Linked DNA regions of Mus musculus: region 2 is linked to region 1. A link is a contact called in public Hi-C data. All regions are on one chromosome and are shown on one strand. Each heading gives the region's core, a stretch centred on a gene start, on an enhancer-like site or on the middle of the called end of the contact. The rest is flanking DNA. Distances are from core to core; before and after follow the strand shown.

Evidence for each region. Hi-C and Micro-C count contacts between places; a contact is called where the count stands out from the background.
Region 2: a Hi-C map of muscle stem cells shows a contact between it and region 1, with 2.0 times the contacts expected there. The contact joins the enhancer-like site here to the promoter of Rell1 in region 1. A contact is called at or near these places in 4 of 484 Hi-C or Micro-C datasets (CD4 T cells, embryonic stem cells, muscle stem cells and 1 more), 5 of 115 datasets of contacts at active chromatin or transcription factors (bone marrow-derived macrophages, embryonic fibroblasts and embryonic stem cells) and 2 of 9 other capture datasets (adipose tissue and pancreatic islet).

Annotation. Positions count from the first base shown.
Region 1 is chr5:63,965,727-63,973,373 of GRCm38.p6, reverse strand. Rell1 (RELT-like 1) reads left to right here and starts at 4,477. Exons shown (of 7, transcript NM_145923.4): 1 at 4,477-4,728. The coding sequence starts at 4,641.
Region 2 is chr5:64,003,217-64,010,863 of GRCm38.p6, reverse strand. No RefSeq gene overlaps it. Among named protein-coding and RNA genes, the nearest start is that of Gm25608, 4.6 kb to the right of the region's middle. Within about 2 kb of position 4,078, at least 12 of the 459 cell types and tissues checked have an H3K27ac peak or open chromatin away from gene starts, as enhancers often do. A contact at or near this core is called in muscle stem cells, where this site is marked.

The DNA.
Region 1 (7,647 bases), core at 3,228-5,727:
CTAATGAAGGCGGTTGATACAACTATTTCTAGACTTAATTTTGTTGTTAAAAAACAAACAACTGAGACCACTTAGTTTTGTGATGCCAATTTTTTTTCCCATTTTTATTAGGTATTTAGCTCATTTACATTTCCAATGCTATACCAAAAGTCCCCCATACCCGCCCACCCCCACCGCCCACCCCCACTCCCCTACCCACCCATTGTGATGCCAATTTTATGCCATCGGGAGAAATACAACCTTTTGCAAGACAGAAGGAAACTCTGCAACATGTATGTCTTTGCATTTAAAATAAAGCAGTATGATTTTAGATACCTACTGATGAACATTCTTCTTCAAGTAAAGAAATCTATAAGATTTAGGCCTTGGGCCTGGAGAGTTTGGCAGTCAAGAACACTTGTTGTTCATGCAGAGGACCTGAATCAGTTCCAGCATCCAGGTACCCGCAGCTCACAGCCAGCCATAACCCATTTCTAGTGCGGGGGATCCATTACTTCTCTGGCCTCCACAGGCCACACCAGCCACGTGATGCGTGCATGTGCGCATGCGCGCACACACACACACACACACACACACACACACACACACACACACACAGACATACAGACACACACAGACAAATAAGAAAATTTAATTAAAAAAAAAAAGTCAGGACCTGGAAGCACAACTTCAATTTCATTTTATTTATTTCCTCTCTTCTAGTCTTTTTTTTTTTTTTTTTTTTTTTTTTTTTTTGGTTTTTCGAGACAGGGTTTCTCTGCATAGCCCTGGCTGTCCTGGAACTCACTCTGTAGACCAGGCTGGCCTCGAACTCAGAAATCTGCCTGCTTCTGCCTCCCAAGTGCTGGGATTAAAGGCAAGCACTACCACCGGCCGGCTAGTCTTTTTTTTTTTTTTTTAATGTCCTTTCTTCCTCCCTCCATTACCCCTTTCCTAAAAGTTATTCAAATGCATGAATATGGATTTGTGTAAAAATGAGTAAGACAATTATAGAGTGCTTAACGTTATTGGGAGTCTTGGAAGGGGAATGTCAGAGTCTCAGCTTCCAACCTAAGGTCACAGCAGGTATGAGTTATCAAACATGACTCCTAACCCTGTCATGCCCAAAGTGAGAGGTCTGGGGGTGGCTAATGGGGCTTACCCCTTGTTGCAAGTATTGTATTGCAAGCTTATTTCTATAGAGCACAATTCAAATATGAAAATTTAATGAATAATTAAAAATTAGGGGCTGGAGAGATGGCTCAGTGGTTAAGAGCACTGACTGCTCTTCCAGTGGTCCTGAGTTCAAATCCCAGCAACCACATGGTGGCTCACAACCATCTGTAATAGGATCTGATGCCCTCTCCTGGAGTGTCTGTAGACAGCTACAGTGTACTAGTATATATTAAATAAATAATATTTAAAAATAAAAATAGAAAATAAAAGGAGAGGATTTATTCAGAATTCCATTACTTTATCAAAGAAATTACTGTTTTTTTAAATAGTAAATTCAACCTCTGAGGGAGAAAAGTGTTTTACATTTTGAATAGACACCTTATAACTGTGTGATCACATGCTTTAAGAAGCCTTGAGAAGAGGTTTGACGGTGTGGTGTGTTCTTGGAATTCTTGGGGGTGTTTGACAAACAGTCCTGCATGCATTTAGATGAGCACATATTAACTGTAGAAAGTAGCGGCCTTTTATACAACATTTCCAAACACATGTATAATTTCCTTTGGCCACATTCCCCTCTACCAGCCTGGTTCCTTTCTACTCTCATATCCTCCTTTTCTTTGAATGTAGATTCCATATGAGAGAAAAATGCAACGTTTGGTTTTCTTATTATTATTTTGTCTTCTCAGTGTCACTTTGCTTAACACAATGGTCTCCAGTTCCATCCACACTTCATGCAAACAACACAAATTTGTTCTTAGTTCGGGAAATGCAATAAAAACAAAGTCGTCCTCCTCTCACTCCAAGGCTTAAATAAGACAAATCTCTGTTTAAAAAAATCATAAAGAAGTTCCTTAGCAGAAATTCAAGTTCCTCCAGGGTCAGCACTTCTTGAAATCAAAAATGTGCTCAGGGTGGCCTCCCTGCTGAAAACTGCACCCTGCTTACAAGCTTTGTCACTTTAAACTAGTCAATTGCTTAATGGTGTGAGGTTGACCTCTGACCATTCAGAGTGAGGCGCAGGACCCCTTTTGTTTAGGAATAAAAACCCTGCAGGGCAGCCACTGGGTGTGCTTGCCAGCTTGATCTGGCCTGGCTTCATACCCTTCTGCTGAGGCAAAACTTTTGGTGTTGCCAAAATGCTTTGGATTGTGTGCATTTCCCTGGGACCCCAGACCCCTTTCCGGCACTTAGCTCAGTATTTCCAATGAGTGATGCAGCTGGTTTGGTGACTGTTGATAATTTGTCCTTCAGTTTCTAAGCCCAGGATTCTCTCCTCTAATAGTTAGATAACCACATGAATGTTTGTTCTATTGCTTACTTTGTAGGGTTTACTATTGCTGTGATGAAACACTGTGACCAAAACAACTTGTGAGAGTGTCTTAGTCACTGTTCTATTGTTGTGGAGAGACACCATGACCATAGCAACTCTTATAAAGGACAACAATTTATTGGGGCTGGCTACCGTTCAGAGTTTTAGTTCATTGTCATCATGGCTGGAAGCATGGTGGCATGCAAACACCCGTGGAGAGGCAGCTGAGCGTTCAGATCCTCAGGCAGCCTTAAACCAGTATGCCTGGCTTGAGCTTCTGAGATATCAAAGCCCAATCCCCAGGGACTTACTTCCTCCATCAAGGCCACACCTCCTAATAGTGTCACTCTCTGGGGACAAGCATTCAAACACAGGAGTCTATGGGAGCCAGTCCTATTCAAACCACCACAGGGAGGAAAGGGCTTGTTTGGCTTACACTTCCACGTTGCTGTTTAATTATCAGAGGAAACAAACCGGGAACTCAAGCAGGGTAGGAGCCTGGAGGCAGGAGTTGGCCCCCAGACCGTGGAAGGGTGCTGCTTATTGGCTTTGTTCCTCGTGGCTTGGACAGTCTGCTTTCTTACAGAAACCACAATCGGCTGGGCCCTCCCCCATCAATCACTCATTAAGAAAAATGCCCTACAGACTTGCCTACAACCTGATCTTATGGAGATATTTTTTTCCAATTGAGGTTCTCAGACAAATCTCTAGTTTGTGTTGAGTTGACAAACAAAACAAAACAAAACAAAAAAAAAACTGGCCAGCACAATGTCTTTCCTCTGCATTCTTTCTCAGACCTTTCCCTTTGATACATTTGTCAGACTACAGGATGTGCCACAAATTGTGCATAGGATCCATAGTTCCTGTCTTTGACTCAAAGGGCAGGGCCTCCAACCTTCAGCTTCTCTCCCTGGTAATTCTCACATCATTGCTATTTGTAACAGAAGGGTGGAGGGTGTTAGAGAGGAGAAATAACTCCCCCTTGAGCATTAGAGGCCACCAGTCAGTTTACAGAAGGGGCTGAAGACCCACCCTCCATTCAGCTCACATCTGTCAGGACTGGGCTTTAAGGACCTTGTGTGGAGTCTCCACGGATTAGTTAAAACGAGGCTATTGGTTAGTTAAAAGGAAGCTAGTCAGAAAAAGGTACATTCCCCTTTAACAACTACTTCTGCCCTCTTAGTGCATGCTGTCCTTGAGCCAGGAGCTGAGATTAAACCTGCAAGCAAACACTGGAGATACATGGATCATGGTGGCCCAGGTCATGCAGACTTCATGAGCTCACTTCCTGGCCGGTGACATGGGGATAATACTCACCTTACCGAGCTGATGTGAGGATATGAAGACAGAAGTGACTGGAAAGTTGAAGAATTGTTCCAGGGGAGTGTTTGCAAGATGATTAAAACAAAACCCAGTCCAACGCAAGCAAACAACCAGTGTGTGGGGACGTGTTCCTCAATAGAAGTAGCTTAGACAGAATGGGATGGGGACAATTAAAAAAGTTTTTTTTTTTTAATTTATTCTCCTTAATGTTTAAACGATCAACCATGACTTTGAACGTAGCATTCCTTCCTAGACCACTAACGAAGGTTAATTAACTGGGTAAAGACTCCGATTGAGAAAAAAAAAAAAAACATCGCGCCATTCTGAAACTGCTGGTCCTGTCTGCTCTCCATCCTGGGCTTCCTGGCCTAACCTCTGCCTTCCTCTTCCCGCATCTGACTAGTCCCAGGACCCAGGAGAAGGGAGTAACCCGCCCCAGCCTGAGGCTCCCGCGCAGACCCGCCACTTGGCTGGGCAGGGTTAGCCCGCCCAGCAGAGGAGGCGGAGAGGGTCAGCAGTGGGCGGGGCTCGGGGTGGGGCCACGGCTTGGGCGCGCGGCTGACGCGACCCAAGGGTTTAGAGGGGAAGCGGGAGTGACAGGAGAGGCGCGGCCTGGACTCGGGGGCGGGGTCATGCGTGCGGAGGCGGGTCCAGGCTTCAAGGGACCGGGGCGCGGCGATCAGGGGCGGGGCTTCCGTGCGGTGGGCGGGGTCCTGGCGGGTCCAGGCTGAGCGGGTAGGGGCTCGCGGGGGCCGAGCTCCTGCATTCAATCCACCCGGCAGCCCTCGAGCTGCACCGTCTACCCCGACCCGGGACGCCGCGGCCGGGGCGAGGAGGGCAGAGGGACGCGGCGATGGCTCTGTGGGGACTCCCGGGGTCCGCTGTGCTTGCTGCTTCAGTGTTCGTGGGAGGCGCTGTGAGTTCGCCGCTGGTGGCCGCCGGTGAGTGCTTTGGTCCTGGTCGGGACGCCTGGTGAGTTGGGTCTGCGCACGGAAGGGAGCCAGGGGCTCGACGAGTCGGTCGAGCCCACAACCCCGCCGCGCCCTGAGTTGCGCGCGCCCTGCTGTGCTACCGGATCTGGCTCTGAACATCTGGGTGTCCCGGGGTGGCCCGGGCAGGGTGCGGCGCGCAGCGCGGCTCCAGTCCTTCCCCACCCGCCTGCCGGGGTCCCGCCTTCCCTCCCCGCCGCTTCTAAAAAACGGCGGGACCCCAACTCGGATTCTTCAGGATGTCGCTTTCCTGGGATGCCTTCTCCCTAGCCGTGGACCCCTTTCTACTGTCCTGGTCCTCAGAGGCCTCACCAGGCGAATATCTTGACACCCGGGATAGGGTTCTGCTTTCCAGCCTCCTTCCTCGCTTTATTTTCTTCTTTCCTTTTCATTATGTTAAAGCCTTGAAAGTGCCAGTCTTTGCAGGTGGTTATGGATTCTTTTAGTAAGTCGGGAATTTCTCACTCCTTCCCATACATGCTGGATAAATTAGGCCGGGAAAGAGGAAAGACATCTATAATGTATACTGCTTTTTCTTTGTATCAAATCCTGTCATCACAAAAGGAACCTCTGTGGTCGGGGTGGAAGCCACCAAGCCGAGACGCTGAGTGCTGTCTTCAACTACAAGCCATCAGCGGGAGTTTCTAACTGAAATCTAAGAGGTCTACCTTTTACTTAAGGACGCCTTTGCCTTGTGCTCCTGTTTTTATAAGGCACACACCAGGGATTCTTAATAATTGTTTCCCCCTCTTAATTGCCACCTCGCTGCAGTACTTAAAAAAAAAAAGTTAAGCCTTCCTGGCCGTTTGGGGTTACCACAGGCTGATTCTTACGTCAGCAGGCTCTGCCAAGCTTGCCTTCAGGGGTGGCTCCTCTTCAGGCCCAAATAATAAGCAGCTGGAAGGCTTCCAACGGTGACTGTCTTCTCTATAAAATATACGTGCTGCTCTTCTTTTTGGAGAATGTTCTAGTCACTCGGAGCTTTGGAGCCTGCTTCTCATTTGTCCTTTACTTTTTCATGGGCATCAGAACGAGCTAGCAAGGGAACAGGATAGATAGACGATGTGTCTCCTGGGTATTTATTAGCAGATCCGCATTTCCTTCAGCCATCTACCCAGGGGAAAGGGAAGCTGGTGACTCGTTCTATTGGATGGGAGATTTTCCCGTGCATCCTGGGCTTCTTTCCCGAGACTTGTAACTACAACATAGTTTCAACGTAGATTGGAGACTGCAGGTAGTAAGTGGTATCACTTGTTGCAGAGTTTGGAACAATAACAGAAAAGATGAACCTGGGAGCAAGATTGTTACAGTTTAGTAAGTGAGGCATGTAACCAGCCATCATCAGGAGAAATCCATTCCTAGAGTGGGTTTTTGTTTTGCTGGGTTTCTGAACAACATCCGGGTGTCAGGCCTGCAATGTGACTGAAGAAAGTTCTACGGAGTGGTGCTATTAGTAACCTTTTATGAGTGAAAGTTAGTGCTTAAAAAGAATGAAGTACCTAAGGTGGAGAGGATAGAACTTCCAGTTTGTTGGCTGGCTTAGGGCCTGTATCAAGAGATGAGCCTGGAACATCTGGCAGCTGATCTCTTTGGACTCCAAGTCCAGAAGTAGGAAGAAGGAGATGGCATCTGATAGAGACAGCCTGCCGTGTGCTTTAGCTGGGTGCTTCATGTGTATTTTAAAACTTATTCCTCATGACCCAAGATGTGTTTATTCTCTGTAGATCAACTGAGGCCTGTCATTACATAGGCACTGTATCAGTAAGCATTGGTTGGGTGGGGTGGGAGGTAGGGGGAAGGGAGAGGGGGGTGGGGGGTGGGGGGATAAATACAGCCTGTTTGGTTTTAAATTCATCATCTTTCTACTGTCCCCCATGCTTCCCAGAGAAAATAGAGGATAGGTCAGCCTCAGCAACCTGACTTAAATTGTAAGGTAGTTAGTTCTAAGATGCCCAAACATCACATCAGGAGTATGTAGTCATCTGAGCCATACAGTGGAGAACCGACAGAGAGCTTCTCAGAGGGTGGGTGGCAGTCTCTATCACTTCCTTTTTTTTTTTTTTTTTCTTTGAGACAGGTTTTCTCTGTGTATCCCTGGCAGTCCTGGAACTCACTCTGTAGACCAGATTGGCCTCGAACTCAGAAATCCGCCTGGCTCTGTCTCCCAAGTGCTGGGACTAAAGGCATGCGCCACCACTGCCAGGGCTTCACTTCCTTTACTGTAAGCCATCTAGACAGTGGCATTAGAAGCTACTTTGCAAGTAACAGAGCTGCTTTTCCAGGTCCTGCCTTATTTATGTCCTTGAGTTCTCTGGTGACTTGTCCTCCTTGGTCTCCGTTTCTTACCTCTCCTGTCACTGGGCACAGCCCTTGAGTAGAGAGATGGGAAAACAGTTCCAGGGTTGGAGCTGTGAGGGATGCACAGTCCCTGGGCTCTGTGGGCATCCAGCCAGCCTCAGATTCCTCATTTAGATGTTGAAGATATGTTTGATTAAACTCTGGGTTCTCTTTTGGCTGGACAGCTGCTTAGCTGAATGTCCACATAGTTCATAGACATTGGGTGCAGTGTTTTGGAAAAAAAAAAATACTGTTTAGAGCTTTGGACTTCATGCTTACTCCAAATTCAAAGAGGAAATGAAAAATATCACCAGTGGCTGACATTTCTTTATCTCCTCTGTGCATTTTTTTCTAATCCTTCAGAAAAGAATGAGGGAATTTTGGGAAGACTTGGATTTGAATGTGAGAAGCCACAGTCCAGGTGATTCAAACAGCGAACTTTGATTTTTTTTTTTTTTTTTTACTTTAAAAAAAATAATGTGGCTTTGATGTTTTAGTCTTATTGCATACTGGACCATTTTAATTATAGCATTT
Region 2 (7,647 bases), core at 2,829-5,328, 38 kb before region 1:
CCTGATACAAGCTGGAGAAGAATTGTTAAACTGGTGTCTTTCTGTGGCATTATCTTGAAGATTCATTTACATACCCAACTTTATGTTAGTTTTAGCCTCCTTTCCCCCACATGGTGCTGGTGATGAAACTCAGGGCTTTGCACACATTGGATGAGTATTCTATCGCTGAGCTACAAACTACATCTGTTGCTAGAACATACACCCGAGATCACAGGGAAGAGGCTCATGGACCTCAGAGATTCTAGTCCACTGGTGCTCAGCTCAGCTTCAGTCACAGCAAGGAAGAGAGGGAGAAAGAGAAAAGGGGACGGGAGGGAGGGAGAGAGCAAGGGAAAGACAGAAAGACAGACAGACAGACAGACAGACACAGAGACAAAGACAGAGAAAAACCTCCTTCAAGAGAAAATTACAATGATTTCACTCACTTCCTCCTACTAGGATCACCTCCAAAAGATTCCACCATGTCCCAGTAGCATATCAGGCTAGGGTTCAGGCGCTCAACACACGGACTTTGAAGCAATTGAAACATCACACACTAAAGCCACCCCTATCATCATCCCTGCTATTGTGCTTTATAGCTTTCCATTCTCCTCGTTTCTTTTGCTCTCCTAAGCTCTATAAAGGCTTACAGGCCTGTATGCTATATAGGCATGTGGAGCTTTTCTGTATTTTAACTCTATCTTCCAGGCTTAGAGAAATGCCTAGCACATACTAGATGCATATTAAACACATGCTAAACCTTTCACCAGTTAAAAAGTTTTGGAAATGTCCACTTGTATGGCTGACCCTCTATCTAGATTTGATAAGTTAAAGTATGCTTGGTTACCACCAGACCGTAAAGGCCTGGAAATGTTCACCATGTCCACGCGGAGAGTAAATCTGTGTATTATTTTAGTTGAGAGCTTAAATTGTGCTGAATAGTTAACAAGGTTGTTTGTTTTAAACCTCCCCAAATGCATCAAAGAGGATATTATTCATCTTTTACAGAAAAGCACAGAGGCTTTAGGAAAAATCATGCCAATTGCCCAAGGATATTTATTTGGTAGGTGATAGATATCTGATAGGCAGATATGGGGACAGACAGTCTCAGTGGCTGACCAGTCAGCATTCCACATGCTGTTTACATTAGTCATTGCCATGCAGATCTGCTCAGAAACCAGCCAGGCAGCCACACTCTCATTCTTTCTCTGAATGTAGTTCCCATGTCCATATATATGGTCCTAAGAATTTTAGGATATTGGAAATAGAGAGTTCCCTGAGTGGCTTTATTCCACTTGTGACTTAGCCTTTGTCCTAATTTGCTTTCTGTTACTATGATAAACACCATAACCAAAAAACGACTTGGAGAGGAAGTGGTTTATTTAGTTTACCTGTCCCGTCCCCAGTCCATCACTGAGGGAAGTCAGGGCAGGGACCATGAAGGAAGGCTGCTCAATGGCTTACACCCTATGGCTTTTCTTTCTTATACAGCTTAGGACCACCTGCCCAGGAATGGCACTGCTCACAGTTGGCTGGGTTCTCCCACATCAATCATTATCAAGAAAATGCTTGGAGCTGGAGAGACGGCCGAGCAGTTAAGAGCACTGACTGCTTTTCCAGAGGTCTTGAGTTCAATTCCCAGCAATAACATGGTGGCTCACAACCATCTGTAGTGGGATCTGTTGCCCTCATCTGGCATACAGGTATACATATAGATAGAGTACTCATATACATAAAACAAATAAATAAGTCTTAAAAAAAGAAAGAAGGGGGGGTGGCTGGAGAGATGGTTCATTGGTCAAGAGCAACGACTGCTCTTCCGAAGGTTGTGAGTTCAAATCTCAGCAACCACATGATGGCTCACAACTATCTGTAATGAGATCTGATGCCCTCTTCTGGGGTGTCTGAAGACAGTTGCAATGTACTTACATTAAATAAATAAATAAATAAGTAAGTAAATAAGTAAATAAGCAAATAAGCAAATAAATAGTAAACAAATCTCTCTCTCTCTCTTTTTTTTTTTTTAGGTTAAATCACTTTATTTGAGAAAAGAGGACAATTCTTGCGGGAGGCGGCGGCAGCGTCCATATCCGGGGAACCTGAACACGTCCTTCCGGCTGGTGTAGAGCGTTGCTTCGGCCAACAAATCTATCTTTAGGAAGGAAGGAAGGAAGGAAGGAAGGAAGGAAGGAAGGAAGGAAGGAAGGAAGGAAGGAAGGAAGGAAGGATACACTCCACAGACTTGCCCACAGGACAATCTGATTGGAACAATGTCCAGTTGAGGTTCTCTCTTTCCAAGTGACTGTAGTTGGTGTCTAGTTGACAAAAACTAACCAGCACAGCTCCTATGCATGCCCAAGTCTGGACTGGGCGCCATACGGAGTACTGACTGGCCAACCAGGGTGGGAAATGCATGAGCATACTTTCTTTACCTCTAAGCAAGTTCTGCTTGTTCAAATTGTCAAGTTAATAAAAACCCAGCTCAAATACACCCGTGGATCACAAGTCAAAAGCCTTCTCCTCTACACCGTGGCACTAACCTTGAGAAAGATCTGAACCTTGCTGTGGCTTGCACATTACGCTGACTGATTTACAGGGCCTTGTATGTGTCTCTTTCTCAAAGTAGACTGGAAAATGGAGAACGGGGATTGTGCTACCCAAGTGTCTCCCCCAGCACTGACACCAAGCTGACTGGGGTGTGAAGAATGAACGGCAGGTTCTCCTGTTGCCTTTATTCACTCAAAAGATGACTACCGAGGACTATCAGAGCCTAGGCCCTAACCTACACATAGGCAGGAGAGAGCAGGCTGCTTTCCAAAGAGAGCCTTGTTGTAGTGTGGAGGCAGACACTGAGAATGCAGGAAGGGAGGAATGCTTAGCAGGGACTTGAAGGACAGACACCAGCACAGTTAGGTTCTCCTTTGCATTAGGTGTCCAGTGCCAGCTTACTTTAAAGGTCATTGAATGGTGCCTGAGCATGAGGAGGGAGCACCTTCCTCATGAGTGACCCTCAGAAGTCCAGATGGAGGACCTCGACAGGCAAGGAAGGAGCTGAGAGAATTCCAGCTGGTGGAATAGCAACTGAGGCATGGTTCAGTGCTACAGTGCTTGGCCACCATCCGCAAGGAGTTGGGCTTCATTCCAGTAAGTGCCTATGAGTGCATGTGTGTGTGCACATGAACACACACAACATGTGCACACACACACAAACGCACACACACCACTATCTTGATCACCTCCATCTCTACCTCCACCACCAAATTCTGATGGAACACTGATAACTGGAGAGGAGACAAGTAATAGCTGATACTTAAAGAACTGTCTGTCAAAAGTAATAACTCTATAGAGTACTGCATACCCTGTCACATGGTAAGGGTTATATTGTTATTTTTATTTTAACTATTTAAAGACAGGTATGGAGCTCAGGCTGGCCTAGATCTGACAGCCTTCCTGCCTCAACTTCCCTATTTATAGGCACGTATCACCATGCCTGGCATATCATCATTTTCAAGAGAGATCCATTCCTGATGTATGATACCTGAGTACTTGATACTAAGTGGCTTATATAATAGCTAGTTTCTCTATTAACAAGTCAAGGTCCTATCTGTAACCACAGAATAGGACCCAGCATATCTCTGATGCAGCACACTGACCCAGATCTCATTTCACACAGTCTCTTCAGATTTCACTGAAGGGAGGGAGTGGTGACAATAGTTAAAAAGTTAATACAAATTCTCTTTATTATGCCTGAAATGTCACCAGGAGAGATTGTTAGTGTGAGATTCATTGGACTGTTTTAAAAGTCCTTTAATCATAGTTTAAAAGGCACCAAGCTATAAAGTGGGAAACATCCCAAATAGTCAGGTCACTTCTCTTTAGGTGACTACCTAAGAGAAAGAAAGATTGGGGCTTTGGCCAGGAAGCTGGATAGAAAATATAAACACATAAAAAAGGAATTCATTCACTGTAGGGAGGGAACAAGGGCTCAAGAAGTGTTGCAGAGCCTTTCCACCTGTGTAAGTTCTGTTCTGGGATCCAGCAAACAGGCCCAGGCAAATCCAGGCTGGTCAGACAGTTCTGTTCCACACTGTGAAAGATTCAACACACCCTGAGCCATGCTGAGGTGGTGACGACATTGCTCCATCAGCGGCTGGGCTGTTGAAACAAAGTACCCAAACTGGCGGGCTAATAGCAACAGAGTTCATCTCTCATCATTCTTGGAGGCCCTTAGGTTGAAGATCACCGTGCCAACAGGTGTGGAGTTGGAGAAGCCTGGCTTTTGGGTGGTTGCTGTGTTCTCAAGTGTAGGAGGAGATGAACAAGGTCCCCCAGAACTCTTCAGAAAGACACTTAGCTCACCCTTGAGAGGGCTCCACCCTCATGACCTGCTCTCTCCCTCAGTCCCTCACCTCAGATGACCATAACATTACAATTAGAATTTCAACATAAGAAATGTTGAGGAGATGCGAGCAGGTGGTTGGTTACAAATGGTTGAGTAAGTTCTGAGTTGTGTTTCACATTAGACTTAGCTTTTCGAGCGGAAGAGAACCTTAGAGACCTGTAAACCAGCCCCCCCCCCCTCCCGGAACAAACAATGAATTATCCCAGTCACACACAAGTAATTGGTTAACACGGAATTCCAATTCAAAATTGTTGCTCGCTGGGCTACAAATCTGTGGTCATATTCAGTGGTAGAGTGTTTGCTTAGCATGTCAAAGGTCCTGCAATATGCACACTTTTTTTCTGTCATTTATAAGCTATGAATATAAATGCTTGAGCCGAAGGGGGAGACAATAACAACCACCACTTTTTCAAGTTAATGCCTGGAATATTCTAGGAAAACATTATGGTAAGAAAGCAAGATTTCGGTGGATGGGGCATTATCATAACCACAGGCAGGGTACTAGCTAGCTGCTGATAAATTGAACTTTTCTTTAAGTTCTATTATTTGTTAGTTGAGACAAAGTCTCTCTGCAGCTCTGGCTGGCTTAGATCTAGTTGTGTAAACCAGGCTGGCCTCGAGCTCACAGAGACCCACTTGCTTCTGCTTCCTAATTGCTACCATTAAATGTGTCGCCACCCTGGCCAAATTCTCTATTTTTAAAGTACTTTAAGATAAGTTTTGATGATTCATAACTTACAAATTTCTAATGGTGTAGAAAATAGAAAGAGAATCTCAGTGTTAGAAGAGATTTGATCAACTTTTATTCCTGGTACCTAGGAATTCTGACACCTAAGGAAACGGCTTCCCACTTCTGAGACTTAATCTCTAAAATGAAAGTGATCTTGGTACTTATTAAAATGATATCACCACGCCCCTAGGAAAACCATGAGAGAGACTGAATCCAATTAAGGATTATGCTAACATCCATAGGTAAAACAAATAGGAATAGATAGGAATAACTAAATTACAGCGGTAGAATCGAAGGGCTTTCATCTTAGTAAGAAGGTGCTAGAATATTTAAAATTTGAAAAATAAAAATGCTTAAAAGAGGTCAATGTGAAAGGGTTTGCTTTTTCAAAAAAAAAGTTTCCATTACGTTTATATATTTGTCTCTTTGTGTGTATGTTCGCGTGTGTCCACGAAACAACATTAGACCTGGGAGAGTGAGTTCTCTCCCACCAAGTGGATCCCATAGGTCAAACTCAGACCATCAGGGTTAAAGAGCCTTTACGCTCTGAGCCATCTTGCCAGTCTAGGGTTTTCCTTAGGATGTAGCTATGAGAATTGGGTGATATATAAACTGAATCCAACCAAATAATATGTGACAGTCACCCTCGCCTTCTTGTCCCTCCCCCCCGCCCGCAGTCCCACCCCAAGCTGTGGAGTCACTGGTTCAGAAACTTCAAATAGCATCAGAATTCGTGAAAAGAAAGAAAGAAAAGTGAACATAAAAAAGAATATCTGTCCCATCTGGCTCACCACCAACCGAGTCAACAGATTAGTCCATTATCTTATAACCTCAAGCGAGCAAAGGAGCAACATCAAAAAAGTAACCACTCTGTCCGTTCAGATTATAAACAGAGGCATTTCTTAGTGGTATCTCTCATCTTTGGGAAGCCTTAGAATGAAGAAGAGAAATGCCCAGGAGAATAGAGTACTTTGTCATAATCTGCTTTCTGTTGCTAATAACACACTATCACAGAGAAGATGAGCTAGGAAAAAAAAAAAAAAAAAGGTTTACTTGGGATAATGGTGCTGATCCAAAAGTCACATCTGATCACAGCCATCTTCTAGGCAGATGCCTGAAGCACCTCAGGGCATTCTAAGTAGGTCTCAGACTCTCTTTCGTCATCTTCTAGAGCTGCCGAGATTTAATTGTGGAATTCTCACCCTAGTGACCATATGCAGTTCACATCACCCCCTAAAGGCCCCAATTCTAAATATCATAGACTGAATCTCCATTCTCTCCAGTCATCACAATGGGGATTCAGTTCCGGGGGCTTCACATCATTATTTCAGTATGGAAGATTCAATGCACATTTGGGAGAAAGACAGACACATAACCCTGGCTCTGTCTTTCAATCAGAGAGATTCCCCACGGTTCCCTGAGAGGGGTAAGAGCTGTAGCTTTAGATCTAAATAAGCCTGGGATTCAACCTGGCCACCACTTCTTCCTCGAGTTGTGATCTGACAGAACCCTCGAGGGCTCTGTTCCCCATCTCTCTTATGCTCTCTTATCTCGCAGTATCCTCGGGAGTACAACAACACAGGTAGGATGTCATTCTGGAATGAAGGCTTGGAACACAGTGCCACATTTATTATGCTCTTGGAGCCTCTGGATCGAGAATTCAAGAGTAGCACAGGAGAGACAGCTTCTGCACCCTGCCTGTGCTGTGAGATGTAGTGACTCACACAGCTGAGGTAGCTGGTTTCCTCAATGAGCTGAGTTGGCTAAGCAATGAACTCGGCTAGGGCTGTTGACTGGAACGCTCGTATGGATCCCCTCCATGTTGCTTGGGCTTCCTCAATGAGAGGCAACCCCAAGAAAGCAAAACTCCTTAATAGCAGCTCACGGCTATTAGCTAACATCAAAAGCTACCCTAGCACTTTAAAATGCAGGCCCAAATTCTTGGCATACCTTCTGTCAAATATGAAGCTTTATAGTCTTCCTGAAAGACTCTAAAAGTGTGCTATTTATTGCCCATGAGTCAAATGCATGAGGGAGGAGTGACTGAATGAAGGACCAGAATGACTTGAAATGGTCACGGTATGCACTGAAGACTCGAAGATCTGGGTTCTGGGTTCCTAATAGTTCTTGACTCACAATGACTCTTGGGTTGGTCTGTTCTAAATCCGCCCCTCCCAGCCTATAACTTCTGCCTCTTAGGCAGTTTCTGCTCGGCTCTGGCCAGGAATGCTATTGGCAAGCTCTATTCCTATCCTGCCTGGTTCTCAGGCTGCTTGATCCAAACACTCTGACCCACTTCTGTCTTCAGCCCGGACTGTCTGCTTTCCTCTGAGTCCATGATAACAGGAAGGCAGGGAGCACAGGAAGGGACAGAGATGTGCGTACAAATGTAGCGTGTTGAAGAGAAGACAGATTACTTAGTATTCCCAATAAGTTAGCACGGAATAAAACCGTGTATTTGCTCTGTAAAACATAAAATATTCTGAAGACACTGAAAAATTTAAAGGAGTGCCATCATATGCATATTCAAACCTAT